Regions from separate parts of the Ovis aries genome. Here region 2 is linked to region 1. A link is a contact called in public Hi-C data. All regions are on one chromosome and are shown on one strand. The core of a region is the stretch at or near the end of the contact, and the rest is flanking DNA. Distances in the headings are between cores, read along the strand shown. Region 1 holds the start of C2CD3 (C2 domain containing 3 centriole elongation regulator). Region 2 overlaps P4HA3 (prolyl 4-hydroxylase subunit alpha 3).

The links. Hi-C and Micro-C count contacts between places; a contact is called where the count stands out from the background.
Region 2: a Hi-C map of liver shows a contact between it and region 1, with 2.5 times the contacts expected there. The contact joins the enhancer-like site here to the promoter of C2CD3 in region 1. A contact is called at or near these places in 2 of 16 Hi-C or Micro-C datasets (liver and skin fibroblasts).

The regions. Positions count from the first base shown.
Region 1 is chr15:52,285,779-52,289,091 of ARS-UI_Ramb_v3.0, forward strand. C2CD3 (C2 domain containing 3 centriole elongation regulator) reads right to left here and starts at 1,770. Exons shown (of 31, transcript XM_060400014.1): 1 at 1,635-1,770. The coding sequence starts at 1,689. It overlaps PPME1 (protein phosphatase methylesterase 1), which reads left to right and starts at 2,187. Exons shown (of 14, transcript XM_012096032.5): 1 at 2,187-2,392. The coding sequence starts at 2,292.
Region 2 is chr15:52,394,866-52,398,178 of ARS-UI_Ramb_v3.0, forward strand. The region is part of intron 4 of P4HA3 (prolyl 4-hydroxylase subunit alpha 3); the gene reads right to left. Among named protein-coding and RNA genes, the nearest start is that of P4HA3, 16 kb to the right of the region's middle. Within about 2 kb of position 1,771, at least 3 of the 54 cell types and tissues checked have an H3K27ac peak or open chromatin away from gene starts, as enhancers often do. A contact at or near this core is called in liver, where this site is marked.

The sequences.
Region 1 (3,313 bases), core at 520-3,019:
CCTGATCGTCTTCCCCTTCACAGTATCTTTTAACCATGACTTACAGGAAGTTTAAGAACTCATTCCAATATTATACACACCTTTCTATTCTCACTTTTCCTTTGGAGAGTGGTCATGCCTCAAGAAGAAAATACCCTGAAGTCTACCAGATCAGAAATTTATATAACTAATTCTTTGGATTTCTAAGAGAACACCCCCTCTGCTTTCTTGAGTGATGACTCACCATAATATTTATGAATAACTAGTTTTAATATAAAAATTATATACAGGCGTGTACATGACTATTACTGTACATGCAGATGGTATAGTGAGAAGGACATTAGTATGTTATTTCAATTTTGATTTCCCTCCTATCAACCAAATCTACTTTGGTTTGATGTAGGTAGCATAGCACTGAACACTTTCACACTTCTGTTTCATCTCTTGCATCATTCCTGGAAGGAAACACATTGCCTCAAAACTGCCTTAGTTATCTTTAAACAGCAGATAAGATTCATTTCTAGACTGCAGCTTTAGTCCTCAACCCAGTGGCCTAAGGCAATATCACTATTCCAAATACCTCTTTGCCTATAATGTAAAAAGGCAGAGTCACCCAGTTTTTGTTTTGAGGCAGCTCTGCAGAGATTTAATTTTGTTTCCTGATCTGCCCTGGGTTCCTAGGGTGACTGTTCTTGCTGAAGCTAACATTCCCCTGGTCTCCTTAAGTGGACTAACTTGATAAAGTCCTGTTAAACACTTTCACCATCTCAAATCCTTCAGAGATCTTCATACCCTCACCTCCTATCACACTGTCAATCCCCAGTCTTTCTTTCTCTCTCCTCTGTAACTGGCTTTTCTCTACTCCCATCTGTAGCCCTTCATGATTCATGATTGCCTCACACCTCAGTCATTCAACTAACATTTATCGAGTTCTGTTGTGTGCTAGTTTGGGGGGATTCGCTACGGCCTAAAACGTGATTCTTGCCTATTAGGATTACCGACACACTCTCCAACTTGTTTTCCTTCCAGTCCCATACGGACCCGCAAAGCTCTACATCCCCTTTTCCTGCCCTCACACGCTTATCAAAAACATTCCTAAGTCACGGGGATTTAAGGTACACTTGGTGACGGTAATGGTAGTGTACTGTGTGTTTGAAGGCTGCTAAATAGTAGATCTTAAACGTTCTCTGCAAAAGAAAAAAAAATTGTAACTATGTATGGTGAAGGATGCTAACGAGACAACTGACAATCATTTCGAAATATATACAAATATCCACTCCAAACGTACACCTAAAACTAACATAATGTTATATGTTACTTATACCTCAATTTTTAAAAAGTAAAAGCCAAAACAAAACCTACAATTTTTTTGTTCTCTTCCTTTGGAAGCATTTCCTTTTAGCCCTCCCCTCATTCCATTTATTCACCCACTTTGTCCCCTAGTCAAGACCCTATACCGTTTCCATTCTAGGGGGGGTCAAATGCACTCTTTTAACCTTCCGATGCCCTGGGTTTATTTTCCCTCCGCAATCCTCTTCCCCCCTTTTTTAACAGGCGGCTGTGGGAGGTCTTCCTAGAATGCCTAGCGCCCCGCTCCCCGAACTCCGCCCAATCGCCCAACTAAGCTTTCTTCCACCTTTGGTCGTCCAGATTACCTCTCTTCTTGCGGCTACGGCCGCCCCCAGGCCCCTGAGCTTTCCGTTGCTTCATGACGACCCCGAGCTCTTCACCAACTCAACTACGGCTCCAGCACCTAAGCTGTAGCCTCCCGCCATCCCTTCCCAGGGCGCTGGCGTTCCCCAGCAACCGGCGCCGCTGGGCAGCCTGGGAGGCAGGAAGAAGTGGTTCTTTCTTTAACAGTCTCTGGGAAGCGACGGGAAAAGAAGGCGCCAAGACGCTTTCCTACCAGTAGACTACAACACCCAGGATGCTTTGCTACGCTACCTCTGCAGGGTTGAACGCGGTCGCCTCCAACTGCGCAAGCGCAGAACGCGCTCTTTGCGGACTCCATTGCCCAGGGTACATAGGAGCGCTTCTCTTTCCGGCGAAGGTCGTGGAGTTCTCCGGTAGGGGTCTGAAGGGTCAGAGACTCCGTTACCCAGCACCCTTTGTGGAGTGTTGCTGCGCACTTCCGGTGGAAGTGCTGGGGCGAGGGGGTGGAGTTTACAGAGCCGGTGGGCGGTGCTGCCGGTAGCTGGGTGCTGTCTAAAGGCTACAGGGCGTCGCTAGGGGAGTGAGCTGTGACCGGTTGGGCCGCGCTTAGCTTGGGACGAAGCTTCGGCTACTGTTCGACTACCTGCGGCCTCCCCTTCATGTCGGCCCTCGAGAAGAGTATGCATCTTGGGCGCCTGCCCTCTCGCCCTCCGCTACCCGGCAGCGGGGGCAGTCAGAGCGGAGCCAAGATGCGAATGGGGTACGTGACCCGTACCCCTTCTCCCTAGAGGCCAGGCCCCGACCGTTGGAGAATGGTGGCTCTCGGCGTTTAGAGTGGCATGGCAAGGGAGGCTAAGGATTGAGAGAATGTTGGCGGCGGCCTGGAGACCTTTACATGAAGTAGAAGGCAGATCTGGGGACTAGGGGAGGCGCCAAGTCACTGGAAATTAGAGGACAAATAGTATTGGAGGGAGAAGGGAATGAGGCAGAGATTGAGGAAGCTGAGAAGATAGTTTAAGAGATGAAGGAGGCACCTCAGAAGAACGGGTGGAGGCTTGAGAAAAGGAAAAAGAGTTGTGACAAAGGTGGAGGGAAATCTTCCAGGGACGGTTGAGGGAAATGAGAAATGACTGAGTGAAAAGTTGAGGGAAATTAGGAGGAGAACTAGGGAAAGATTTGGGAGGAGTAAATCTTTATCTAGTTTCTGTGAGAAACTGTGAGAAAGAAGCTGGGGGAAACGGGACACCTGAGGTAGGGTTGGAGAAGGAAAGAGAACTAGGGAGCAGAAGGTTCTGGAGAGAGTTTCTAAAGGTGAAGAGGCATATTCAGGGAGTGAGCAAGTGACTTAGAGATTAGGTCTCTTAAGGGATGCTGAGAAAGTGTGGGTAATAGGCCTAAGGAAAGATGGAGAACATAGCCAGGAAGACTGTTAGGGGTAGGGGTGATAGGATAGCCAGGAAGACTGTTAGGGGTAGGGGTGATAGGAATGTGCTGAGAAGTGAGGGTAGGGAATAAGGGGAGGAGTGATGAGAGAGAGCATGCAGGGATTTAGAGAGTGAGTGTGGGCTCCAGAGATTGAGAAATGAGTAGAAAACGGGTTTAACTAATGGCTTACTGCAGACAGAAGGTCTGGGAAAGGTTAAAGACGAAGATTTGGGCAATTGATTTTTGCAGGGCAGGT
Region 2 (3,313 bases), core at 521-3,020, 110 kb after region 1:
GGCATGTTCTTACCACTACTGGGTTTCCCCAGTGGCTCAGATGGTACAGAATCTGACTGTAATGCAGGAGACCTAGGTTCAATCCCTGGGCTGGGAAGATTGCCTGGAGAAGGAATGGCAACCCACTCCAGTATTCTTGGCTGGAGAATTCCATGGACAGAGGAGCCTGGTACTCTACAGTCCATGGGGTTGCAATGAGTCAGACATGACTGAGGAGCTAACACTTTAACTTTCATACCTCTAGTTACCACTAGTGTCACCTAGGAAGCCCCAGACATTTTGAATATTATGTTATAAATGTCTAGATTTCATTTAAATCTAATAGATAATAGTATTTATTTATTTTGCTGTTTGTTTTAGCATGTAGCTCACCCAGTTTGATTCAGAAGTACTGACCTGCTTCTGTGGTTCCAAAATGTCATCCAGTTTTCAAAGTTTCTGCCATGTTATTCAGATTTGTCCTGGGTGTACGCCACCCAGTTATCAGTTTCAGATCTGGATAGTGGTCTATTCCATACTCAGTACCCAAGTATGTGGTATGCTATTTAGAATCAGACTGATGCTTGCACAGTTCAGGGGTGAGGTCAGAAACTATGGGCTGTTCTCCTGAGCTCCTCCCTCTCTTGTGATTTCTCTGATACTTTCCAGTCTTTATAAACCCCCACTTTTGAGCCCTCTGGCCAAAAAACTTGGAGGTTCAGTTCCTCTTCTCTCCTGTGTATTTTTCATGTATCTGGGGCCAAGTCACAGGAGGATAGAGGGAGGAAAAAACTCAACAGGGGTTTACCCCACCCTACTGGGACTGTTGAAAGAAAAAAATTATTGCATTATTTTATATGGTTTTAATGTACGCGAATAGAATACATAAGATAACTTGAATAGGCACTCACTACACCACTTCCACTGTGGCTCATCACTGCAGGATTGCCTGAGGGGAGGGGTGCAGGAGGATGGAGAACAGAAGATAAAAAACAATGGATGTTACCCCCCCACCCCGCCCCTCCACATCAATGTGAGGGTCATCTTTCCCTGTTCTTGAGCCAGAGCTAGAGGGCTTCCCCTGTAGCTTTCCCAGTCTTCAACCTGGGGTCCACTTACAGGTTTAAGGCAACTGAGGATCAAAAAGAGGAAACTCATTGCCAGTTCAGCGGTGCTTCAAATTCTGGCATTTCCCCCCGAATCTGACTACAGAGTCCTCAAATGCCTACTCTGTTCTGTCTAGATTTTATAGCTGCATTCAGTGGGCAAGACATCTTCCAACAAACAGAATTTCCTACATTATAACATTTTATTTTAATTCTGCATCAGAGAGGACTTTAAGTCACTCTAAATTACAACAGGGTTCCAAGTTTGACTAAAGCCAAACTGAATTTTAACTAAATTATATTACAAAGACAAATAGTTATGTGACAATAGAATTGATCTTTTCCAAGGGAGCTAAGTTTGTGAGGTTCAATTTTTGTTCCTGTTTGGTATTCAGCAAGGTGTTTTTGTTTGTTTTTTGACCTGTATTATTACACAATTTCTATTTTGGAATGTTAAAAACTAAAAAATGATGTTAGCTTTAAAGAAATGTTGCTATTATTTTAGTTTTTTTAAGTGCAAAAACAGCAAGTTAAGAAATAAAAGGATCGAGGAAAAGATCATGACTTTCAAAATAAATATCAAGGCAGAGAAGAGAAAGGCTTTCCCAGAAATCATCAGCAGCTTCATGTCATGCCACTCTCCCCTGCTCACTCCACACCAGCCACGTTGGCCTTTGGCCTTTTCATTTCCTGCTCCTGCCAACCTCTTTCCTGATTCATGTGTAATTTCTGACTAACTCCTACTCATCCTTTGACTCATTTCCTCAAGAATCTTTCATTTGCTTGCAGATTAGGGTCGAATCCCCATAATATTCAAAACACCCCCTATATTTTCCCTTGGTAGCACTTATTACAGTTGTAATTTCTTTTTTCTATAATTCATGTCTATCTATTCCACCAGAGCATAAGTTTTATGTAGGCAGGACTGTGCTTAGCAGAGTACCTGGCAATAGTGGGTACTCATTTGTAAAGAATGAATAGAGCAAATAGAGCATTCAGAATAATCCTACTACTCAATCTGTTTATTGAGGGTCCTCTATGTGACAGTCCTTTGCCAGGTCTTTTCTAATATTCATCTCCTTTATCCTCACAATAAGCCTATGAGATATGTATTGTTCCTTTGCATTTTATGGTTGGGAAAACCATAGTTCATTGAGATTAGTGATTCAACAGCAAGATGGTAAAGCCTGAAATTGAACCCAGGGTCTCCAGTTCTCAGCTGAGTACCCTTTCCACTACATCATTACTTCAGGTGCTCATTACCAGCTCCTGGCTCAGTCTCCCTTCAAGGAGCATTTCTGGGATACTCATGTCTCATTCTCTTCTCCTTTGTGTTATGAAAGGCTTAAACCAACAGACTGGTGTTCCTACAAGCGTGGTCCACAGTACATCTGCCCCAGAATCATAGTGGGGGGAAGTGGATGTGCTTAGGAGACACAGTGCTGTCAGACTCATCGAATCAAAATGTAGGAGAAGGGGAGGCGAAGGCCAGGACTCATTTTTAACAGGCTCATGGGGTGATTCTTGTGCACGTTTAAGCTGAGAACGCTTCCTTAGGTGGTTTCCAAAGCTTCCTCCAGCTCTGACAGTCTTTTCTTCTAAGACATTGAATTTGGAGGCCAGGCTTCTATAGCCCTATCATCTTTTCCAGAGCTATGAACTCAATACATACTATTTTTGGTAAATGAATACATTCGAATTTGGAAGACAGATTCAAGTCCCTGCTTGGGTATTTACCAGCTGTGATTCCTTGGGAAAATTACTTCACTTCTTGAGCCTTAGAGTTATCATCTTTTAAGATGGAAATAATAACAACAATCCCTATTTTGGCTTCTAGTAATTGGTGTGGAAGATAAATTAAATCATGTATTTCAAACTTCTTTTGATTCCAAATCGAAGAACCACTACAGGTATATAAAATGGACACCAAGAGAGGTTACTTCAGTCCTTCAAATTTGCAGATGGCTGTTATAGCTCTTTCAAATGGACAGAATAGGGAGTTTATTCTAACACAAAACCACCACTACCATCTCTGAAAATAGTATTTCCTTGAAAAGACCCTACTTGCTCTTTTGTAGCAGAGAAGGTAATGGCACCACACTCCAGTACTCTTGCCTGGAAAACCCCATGGACGGAGGAGCCTGGTGGGCTGCAGTCGACGGGGTCGCGAAGAGTCGGGCATGACTGAGCGACTTCACTTTCACTTTTCACTTTCCTGCATTGGAGAA